Regions from separate parts of the Oncorhynchus kisutch genome. Here region 1 is linked to region 2. A link is a contact called in public Hi-C data. All regions are on one chromosome and are shown on one strand. The core of a region is the stretch at or near the end of the contact, and the rest is flanking DNA. Distances in the headings are between cores, read along the strand shown. Region 1 holds the start of LOC109905265 (sequestosome-1). Region 2 holds the start of LOC109905261 (calnexin-like).

Evidence for each region. A called contact is a pair of places that touch in the nucleus more often than the background predicts.
Region 1: a Hi-C map of liver shows a contact between it and region 2, with 10 times the contacts expected there. The contact joins the promoter of LOC109905265 here to the promoter of LOC109905261 in region 2. A contact is called at or near these places in 2 of 2 Hi-C or Micro-C datasets (liver and muscle).

What each region holds. Positions count from the first base shown.
Region 1 is chrLG15:36,587,625-36,592,437 of Okis_V2, reverse strand. LOC109905265 (sequestosome-1) reads right to left here and starts at 2,059. Exons shown (of 7, transcript XM_020502542.2): 1 at 1,514-2,059; 2 at 358-453; 3 at 1-169. The coding sequence starts at 1,682.
Region 2 is chrLG15:36,353,141-36,357,495 of Okis_V2, reverse strand. It overlaps LOC109905261 (calnexin-like), which reads left to right and starts at 2,219. Exons shown (of 14, transcript XM_020502539.2): 1 at 2,219-2,309. LOC109905263 (alpha-1,3-mannosyl-glycoprotein 4-beta-N-acetylglucosaminyltransferase B) reads left to right here. Exons shown (of 15, transcript XM_020502541.2): 15 at 1-834.

The DNA.
Region 1 (4,813 bases), core at 810-3,309, 240 kb before region 2:
ACGTTGGGGTGCACCATGGGGGGCCCGTGAGGGCCATGACCATGAGGTGGTGGGCCATGGGGTGGAGGGGGCCCCATATGGGGTGCTCCAGGGTGAGGGGGGAAGGCGAAAGGAGGGACACCGCCCGGGAAAGCAAAAGCAGGGAACTCACGCCTGTGCTCCTTCTTCTCTGTAAGGGAAAGAAAAAAAGGATATGCGGGTAGGTATTAATAACTACAATGTTTCAGTAACAATGAGAATGCTATATCATTGTAATAGTGGTAATGATGACTTGGTGCATTACACATTAATACCAGACCGATTAATCTTTATATAATATATTTGAAAATGCCCCATCTTTGATCACAAAAGACTCACCCTTGATGAAGAGGCGGAAGGTGTCGTCCTTGATGCAGGTGAGGCCCATGATGAGCTCATCGTCGGTGGAGAAGGCGATCATGTCACCGTCCTCGTCTGGGTACAAGGGAAAGAAAAAAAGACTACGTTGTCACACACTGATCTCCTCACGTGGTTCACAAGCCATTGTTTGCTGTCAGCTCCTTATCTAGGCCAGATGATTAGATAATGGCAGTATGAGTTCACTAGTAAGGAAATCTGTCCACAGCTTATCCTCACTGGCTTATTTGATTTAAAACAGGTTAAGGGAATACTGTTGTTACAAAGGTGTTGTGCGCAGATATATTTGTCAATTTCCAGTTCAGTTATTGAAAATCCCCAAATATTTTCAATACATTCATTTCAAGTCATGTATTGAAATACAATTAATTTCCTGGTTTGACTGAGTTGTAATGGAATTGACCCCAACCCTGATACCCAATATGGAAAACATAAATTTAGTGATGTGGTACCAGTCAATAATACTACTGTATGAAATTGGTCAACTTTGATTCCCTGCTTGGGTGGAGAGCCCTTACAGAAATTTTTTTTTCTGGGTTAATGCCATCTGTTGCTAAGTTACCGTTATATCTTATCTATCTATTTATTAGTCCACTATGAACTAATGGTAGGCCTACAGGTAGGGCGAGCTCAGAAATGTAGTACAGGTATACATCATTGCATGTACGACAAACATGTAATAGAGCCTATTTGCTGCTCACTCTCGATCTGACATTCACTATGACATGCAATGTCAAATGTAGACTTCAATAATGTTCTGTGTACCAGTTCTATCATTTTTTTCTGGTGCATAAAGACAAATTGTCATATCTATACTGTTATTCGTCAAACTCACTCCTGTTATTGAAGCTTTCAGTCAGCAGATTATTTCACTTAACTTATTGACGCACTTTGGTCTAGGCCTATGACACGACATTAATCAGTTGATAGGCCTACTCAAGTAAACTAGGTAGTAACGTGCGCAATAACTTTACTGTAGTCGTGAATTACTTTGTCGAGCGCGATGTTATGGAATATAACAACAAAATTACCGCCAGAAATATTGACGACAATAACACGATCGAAAACACTGTACCATAGGCCTATAATGAAACACTGACAGTATAGGTAGGCTTACCTTTGTAAAACATTTGGTAGGGGACATTTCGCAGTGTTGAGAAAACATCAACAACCTTTCGATTCAAATACTCAAAACTCGTTGAAACATCTTGGTCGACCGCAAAGCGACGAATTTCTTTCGGCATGTGTTCCTTCCCAAGGAGATAGGCTTTCACGGTCATAGACATAGTCGAGTCTTCTCACGACTTACTTTCAGCCCAATTCGCTGTAAAAAATGTGTTGCGCAGTTAAAATGTTAAAGGCCGGATCCACTGTAAGGTAGCTGTCAGTGCGTCTCGCTGTTCTGGTTACAGTTCCGCGTATGAACCTTAATACGACGGCTGGTGTAATATTTATACGTCGGTCTAGCCAATCACAAGGTTTTGGTTCGGTATCGGGGGGGAAGTCCACCGTCCTAAAAGACAAAGCTCTAGTCGCCTTCTGTTATTGTGCGCAAAAGGCGAGGTAATGTAAACAAATGGGTGGGACGCGACGCCAAAGGGTGAAATGGAAGACCGAAGTATGACAAGGCACTTTCCATACGGGAATTCCCCGCGTGCAGACTGGTCTCATAGACTAGACGTAACATAATAAACGTAAATCTGGGAACTCTATTTACTATATGTTACATTTGATATGTATGGTTATAGAAGATAGAGTGGGTGGTTGGTTGTAATAACGGGAACATCTAGCAACCCAAAGGCTGTTTGTTCAAATCCCATCACGGACAACTTTAGCATTTTAGATAATTAGCAACTACTTACTACTTTTTTGCTACTTGACAACTACTTAGCATGTTAGCTAACCCTTCCCCTAAACTTAACCCTTTAACCTAACTCCTAACCTTATAACCCCTAAACGCTAGTGCTAGCTAGAGTTAGTCACCTACCTAAAGCCAGTGACAACAAATTGGAATTTGTAACATGTCATATGTTTTGTAAATTCGAAACATATTGTACCAATTGTAATTCGTAACATATCATAAGAAATCGATGATAGACATCCACAAATTAATACATCCCATACGTGCCTCGGATTTATATATAGAATAATACGAAATGCTCTGAGACCATGTTGCAGGGTGAGATCAGCATCATCGGACCACAATTTAACTGGACTGAGCTCTAGATTTGAAGAGCACCTGTGCCGGGACTTTAAACATTTTGACCTCGATTTAATACTTGATATTTGAAGAGGGGGTTTACGGATATTTATATTCTGTCAAAATCGTCCACATTGGATTCCCATAGCATGGACCAACTCTATTACTGTTATTTAGTCATATAAAATTGTGAGGAATATATTTGGTTTAAGTCAGAGAGTTAGACTACTGTAGGCAGGTATCCACATTGTAAATTCATATGCAGGTGGGCAAATAAAAAGACCATGACCATGCACTTTGTTCTAGTGCCCAAATGACTTAGGCTTAGGAGATGTGGCCAACGTATAAAGCTATGTGCCCTATACTTGTGTTGTGTGTAAGAATAAGTTGGTTGATTTGGCCTACTTTGACAAACAGCATTATTAAATCAAGACATGAGATAATATACTAAAAGCATCTAGGCTAAACACAGTTAGGCAGGTCAGGTAGCCTAGTGGTTAGAGCATTGGGTCAGTAACCGAAAGGTAGAATCCCTGAGCTGACAAGGTAAAAATCTGTCATTCTACCCCTGAACAAGGCAGGTAACTCACTGCTCCTCGGCCATCATTGTAAATAAGAATTTGTTCGTAACTGATTTGCCTAGTTCAATAAAAAATTATATTAGTTTATGTAGGCCTATTCATCATTGTACAGTATTTTATTTATTTAACTAGGCAAGTCAGGTAAGAACAAATTAAGTGTCTTGTTCAGGGGCAGATCAACAGATTCCTGTCAGCTCCGGGATTTGATCTAGCAACCTTTCGGTTACTGGCCCCACGCCCTAGGCTACTGAGCCCAGCCAATAGGAAAATGATCAAATATAGGCCTATGATTATTACACCTTTAAGGTGATATGTTGTGTCAGGCAATTGTTCAATGTACTTTATTGCTCAGAACATATTCAACCAAAGTGGTGTGTCTGGTGATCTGGGTGAAAGAGAATTGTCATCAATTACCACACCCACAAATTCAAAATAGGCTCTATTGCAGAAATTAATTTAAAAAATGTGCATTTGGTAATCCGTAGAAAGCGAAGGATGCTTCTAGAAACAGATATAGAAACAAGATCAAATCTGTTTATGGCCCAATGACTATGTTGTCATAATAATTCATGGCCGTTACTAGTTACCACAGCCACAAAGTTGTAATTATGGCTAAATCACGCCCATTTATAAAAATGTATCTTCTTAAAATCTAATTGTAAACCAAATCATATGCTTAACCCTTAAATTAAGACCAAGCAGCACATGTCTGTTTTCATGAATTTTTACAATATAGCCTAGACGGTTTTTAACTTTGTTGCTGTGGTAACTAGTGACAACCGTGAAAGAGCGACACTTTTCGTCTCACCCTCACTTCCTGCCTTTTGTTGGTGCTCCGTCACCTGATTCTCATGCCCCATGACCGCTTTATCAAACTGGATTTTTTTTCGCGCGTTTTGTAATCCGTAGAAAGCACAGGATGCTTCTAGAAACAGATATAGACACTTAGATCCAATCTGTTTATGGGACGATTGCTATGTTGTCCTAATAATTCATGGATCTCAACCATTAAATATCTGGATTAGTGACATCAAGACTATTCATTTACATTAGTTGTGGTTGTGTTGTGCTTTGCTTTGACAAGTCTTATTCATTGTCACTCAATTTGTCCAATGAATCTATACTTATTACCATTATGCTCAAATGACCATGCTCATAACTTTAAGAATATCATATGAATGTGAATATATTGTAATGTTCTAAGATTGTCATGGTTATTTTACGACTACGGTGAATAATTGTCATATGATCATAAATTGTGGGGTGTACGCACGCACGACTTGCCTACCGGCCAGTGTTGTCACTAATTATCACAGCCACAAAGTCAACATTGCCTATATTGTAGAAATTCATGAAAACAAAAATGTGCTTTTTGTTCCTAAGGTGAGGTTTAGGCATAAGGTTAGCTGTGTGGTTAAGGTTTAAAATCATATTTTAAGAAGATAAATTGTAGAAATAGACGGGGTTTAGCCTTAATAACAAAATACGATCGTTACTAGTTACCACAGCGTTGTAATTATGGCTAAACCACGCCCATTATAAAATCAATCTTCTTAACATCTAATTGTAAACCTAATCTTATGCCCAACCTTAAAATAAGACCAAACAGCACATTTGTGTTTTCATGAATTTTTAC
Region 2 (4,355 bases), core at 970-3,469:
GGCTACAGAGTCATTGTTTGGAATGGTCGGATGTAAGAGAAATATGTAGCTCTAACCAATGCATGAAGAATCATCTTTACTGTCAATTGGATCTTTGTTTCTCATAATGACCATGAAGAAGTCAAGGAAGGACCCCTCTGTCTCATTTAAGTTCCACTCAAGTGAGGTCTGAAAGAGAGAAACTGTCCAATATGACAACCCCTCTCTTCCCACATAGTCTGCACTACTATTACATTGAGTTGGAAGTCGAACTTATTCAAGGACTGTAATTGTCCCGACACCAGACTTATACAGTACATCTTCCAAATAGGCTCTGTAAATGCAAGGGCTACACTCAACTTTTATGCATTACTACGATGCAAAGGGTATATAGCAGTAAAGGGACACATTCATTTGCTTTTGTACACTTGGATCCACATACATTTTTTTTCCAGAGCCCTACCACAAAACCATTGAAAGCTCTTGATCAAAGATCTAAAAGAGTTGTGTCGGTAAAGAAAAATATTATGGGATTTCAGCCAATACAAGTGTACTGAAAAATAATACGCTTGGGAACTTATAGCAGCTTCGAGGCTGCTTTCCTATCGAATACCGACAGGCAACAGTTGCTAATTCTGTTCAACATCAACACAGTTTCTCAGCAATGACAGAAATTAACTGGTTTTCCGTTCATTGAGGTGTACACTCCAGGGGCAGTCAGCGCAAACTGGAGGTTGTGCCAAAACGATTTGTCTTAGCAGCCCCATCAATTTTGTTGGTATGGCCGCTATACAATAGCAGGTGCAGGGTTGCAATTAAATCAACGCAGGGCAATGGACAGAAAAATCTGAACTGTACCCAATGACTCTGACCTGCCCTGTGCAAAGAAGGATAAATTGTTTTATTTTCTTGTAAGAGCCACTGGAATGCATTGCTATTATACGTTGTATTTTGTATCGTTTAGATAAAATATATTTAATGACGTTATCTTCTATCCAATCTGTGAATTGTAATAAAGACAGAATTTCAATTGACTTGGCTTTGTTTGTTCAAAGTTCATCTCTTGTCAATTCAATGCAAATCTGAGTATGCTAATCTCACCTATATGTGGATTAGTTTGCTGTTATGAATGTGCATTCCTTGCATACGTCATCAATGGACCATGGGACTTCAATGTCCCATTTAATGCAGAAGGTTGGATGCAAGAGAGTATGTGTAGTTATTACTATGTGACAATCTTTTGTGATGATTTTGTAGGGTAGGCTATTTAATATTTTCAATTAGCTGCATACAGTCAGTGCACTTCAGAATAACTGAATGTATAGAATACAGCATTTATTTTTAAACATTATCCTCCATACAATATAATGTAACACTACACAAATCCTTTGCGTTACTATGGGGCTCGAACACACCAAAATTTGACCAGGATGGGGACATGCAATATGAATCTGTGGTGGTTTGTGATAATCACGGTGAGGAAAAATAATGGTATTCTAATTAATTGTACCTTATTGAATGAGTGGCAGGTAGCCTAGTGGTTAGAGCGTTGGACTAGTAACCAAAAATGTGCACGATCAAATCCCTGAGCTGACAAGGTAAAAAATCTGTCATTCTGCCCCTGAACAAGGCACTGTTCCTAGGCTGTCATTGAAAATAAGAATTTGTTTTTAACTGACTTGCCTGGCTAAATAAAGGTTAACATAGGCCTAACATTCAGAATAATCAAATCAGTGCTTCAGTTCATCAATTATTTACACTTTACTGTTTCACTCACATCTCTTCTTTCTCTTTGCTTCAGCTCTAGCCAACTTCACAAAGTGCATAAATCATTAATTGATGATACACTACAAAATGTCATCAATCATCAGTAAATGCTGTCCCTGCTTTATAATTTGTTTTTCCCTGTTTTATGGTCACTTGTTAACACTAGTTACACAGCCACAAAATCGTAATTATTGCTCACTTTATGCTTAACCCTAACCTCACATTTTTTTGTTGCCGATTCGGACTTTGTGGCTGGGGAATCCTACTTTGTGGCTGTGTTATTTAGAGTAAACCCTGTCGTACTATAACCAATCAGCATACATTTCCTCTTACAGCTGGACAAATCATCGCCGTCCACGGGGTTCGGATTGGGGGCGGAGACCATTTACTATGATTGACATGTAGCACAAGCAATCCAATTCTTAAAATTCCCGGAAAACGTCAACATTTTCACTTCAACAACCAATAAACAATTGGAGAAGGTGTGGCTACTAATCCAAAGTGCATGCCCCAAAGTCACACGTGATCCTACTGTAGTTCAAGGTGTCACATCGAAGCAGGAGGTACGTAATGACGAACAAATGTCACTTCTTTCAAATATAGCTACTTCGCTTAATTATTCTTTCAGTCTACATTTACCCAGCTTGTTCAGTTGCATGCAATGCTGTCCAGTATATTTTAACTGTATTTATCATAATGAAAAAGCTCGAGAAACGATGCGTGGTCTTAGCGTGGACTGGCTAACGTTAGTAGCTGACAGAGGCCAGCTATTTAGTAGGCTAATTTAGCTAACGTTAGTAAAATAAAGATAGCTACTGTTATCCAACAAATGAACGTTGACATGTTCTGTCAGTAGCACACAGTTGCTCGTGTGTCCCTTTTGCCACGTTAGTTAGCTAATACATTTTGAAAGTGTTTAAGTCAGCTAACGTTAGCTACTGTAGGCAAGGATACATTGTGGCATCCATCTAATGTCCGCAATTAAGTGGTTAAGTAAAAACCCGCCTCGCGCTAAAGTAAGGAAATTGACAAGTATTGCCTTGGTGTGCGTGCACATGTCAGAACCATTGTGTAACACAAATCACGTAGGTATATTATCAGAAAGAAATGTAGTCGAGATGCAGTAGTCGATGTGTCATGGTGAGAAACTAATGTATAGTGATTCATTTGCCACGGCTATTTAAATCTCGAGCGCAAGTAAATGAATGAATGGATTAATGAAGCATTGTGCCCTAACGTTAATTACCTACCGGTATGTCCTTTTTAGTTTGGTCCTTGTTATCTCTTTGGCTGTGTTAGTGGGTGACAAGACCTACGCACTTCAAATTGGGGTTTATCAAGTGAGGAGCTAGCTACAGGTAGATATTGTATCTGAAATCATTTCCCTTTAAGCCGTACATGAACCTGCTTGTAGGAATGGCCACATGGAAACGGGTATTGCTGGTAGGGATGAAACGCGTAGAAGTCTGACCAGTTTTTCAAACCCACTTCCTCTGATGCATTCAACACCCTCTTGGAAATGTAGCTTTAAAAGTTTGCACATCGAAATAAAGGACCTGGCCTGTGTCATCTTATTGAATGGTTGACACATTTTTTAGCTAGCTATCTGAGAAATGTAAATAGCTGGAATGGAAAATATTTATTTGAAAGGGAAGTTGGACGTTTAATTGTTTACCCATGGTTAAATAATAACTTCTAATTTCTGATGGGTAATATTTATGGTCACACGAGAAGCTGTTACATTTTGTGTACATTGACAAGATGATTGCACCTTTAACCCACTCTCTTGTTGGCCTAGTCTAGAAACTAATGTTGAATGGTACAATAGACTTGCATGCTTTGAAAATATATTTGCTTTTTTTTAGTCTTACGTATTTTCCATTCTCTCTTTGAGACAGTCAAGGCTCATGAGGGTCATTGGGTCCTTATCCTATCTGCTTAAACCCACCGCACACCCACACTTAAATCCCTACAGTATGACTTAGACTGGGCTTTGTATCACAGAGTAGTCTATCCATTATCAGAGGCTGCATGTTGCTTATCCATGAGGGGATAGACTGTGAAAGTGCTGTGCAACATCTTGCGCAAGATGTCTGTCCATGTGGCGTAGCCTAGCTAGAAACAATTAACCATATGACCACAGCAGTAGTAGATGGCACTGTTTTTCCCCAAATACAGACTGAACTGAATGGAATTCATTCAAAAGACTGGCTGGCTGATAATAGTCTTTGATGTGTTGATTGAGCACTGATTGATTATACTGTCCCCTCCCTCTCCTTGTATCTGCTCTGTCCCTGACTTGAATACATGTGACCACTGAGGCATGATGTGAATGGGGGAGTGGTGTCCACTTGGCAGCACACCAAGGCCTCCCAGGTCCCCCATCCAGTGTGGTGGTTTGTTTTGTTTGGCCCCATGACTTCTTCAGCCTGTGGTGAGAAAGTGAAATTTGCCACTCCTCTCACGTTTATCCCTCCATCCGTCCCTCCCACACACCGCCCCTGGCCCACAAGGCACCTCGGCTTGTTCCTAGCCCCCCAGGCGGAAGCCACCCTTCCAGCTCCTATGGCCCACAAAACAGAGAGTGGAATCTGGGCCTAGCTAGTCAA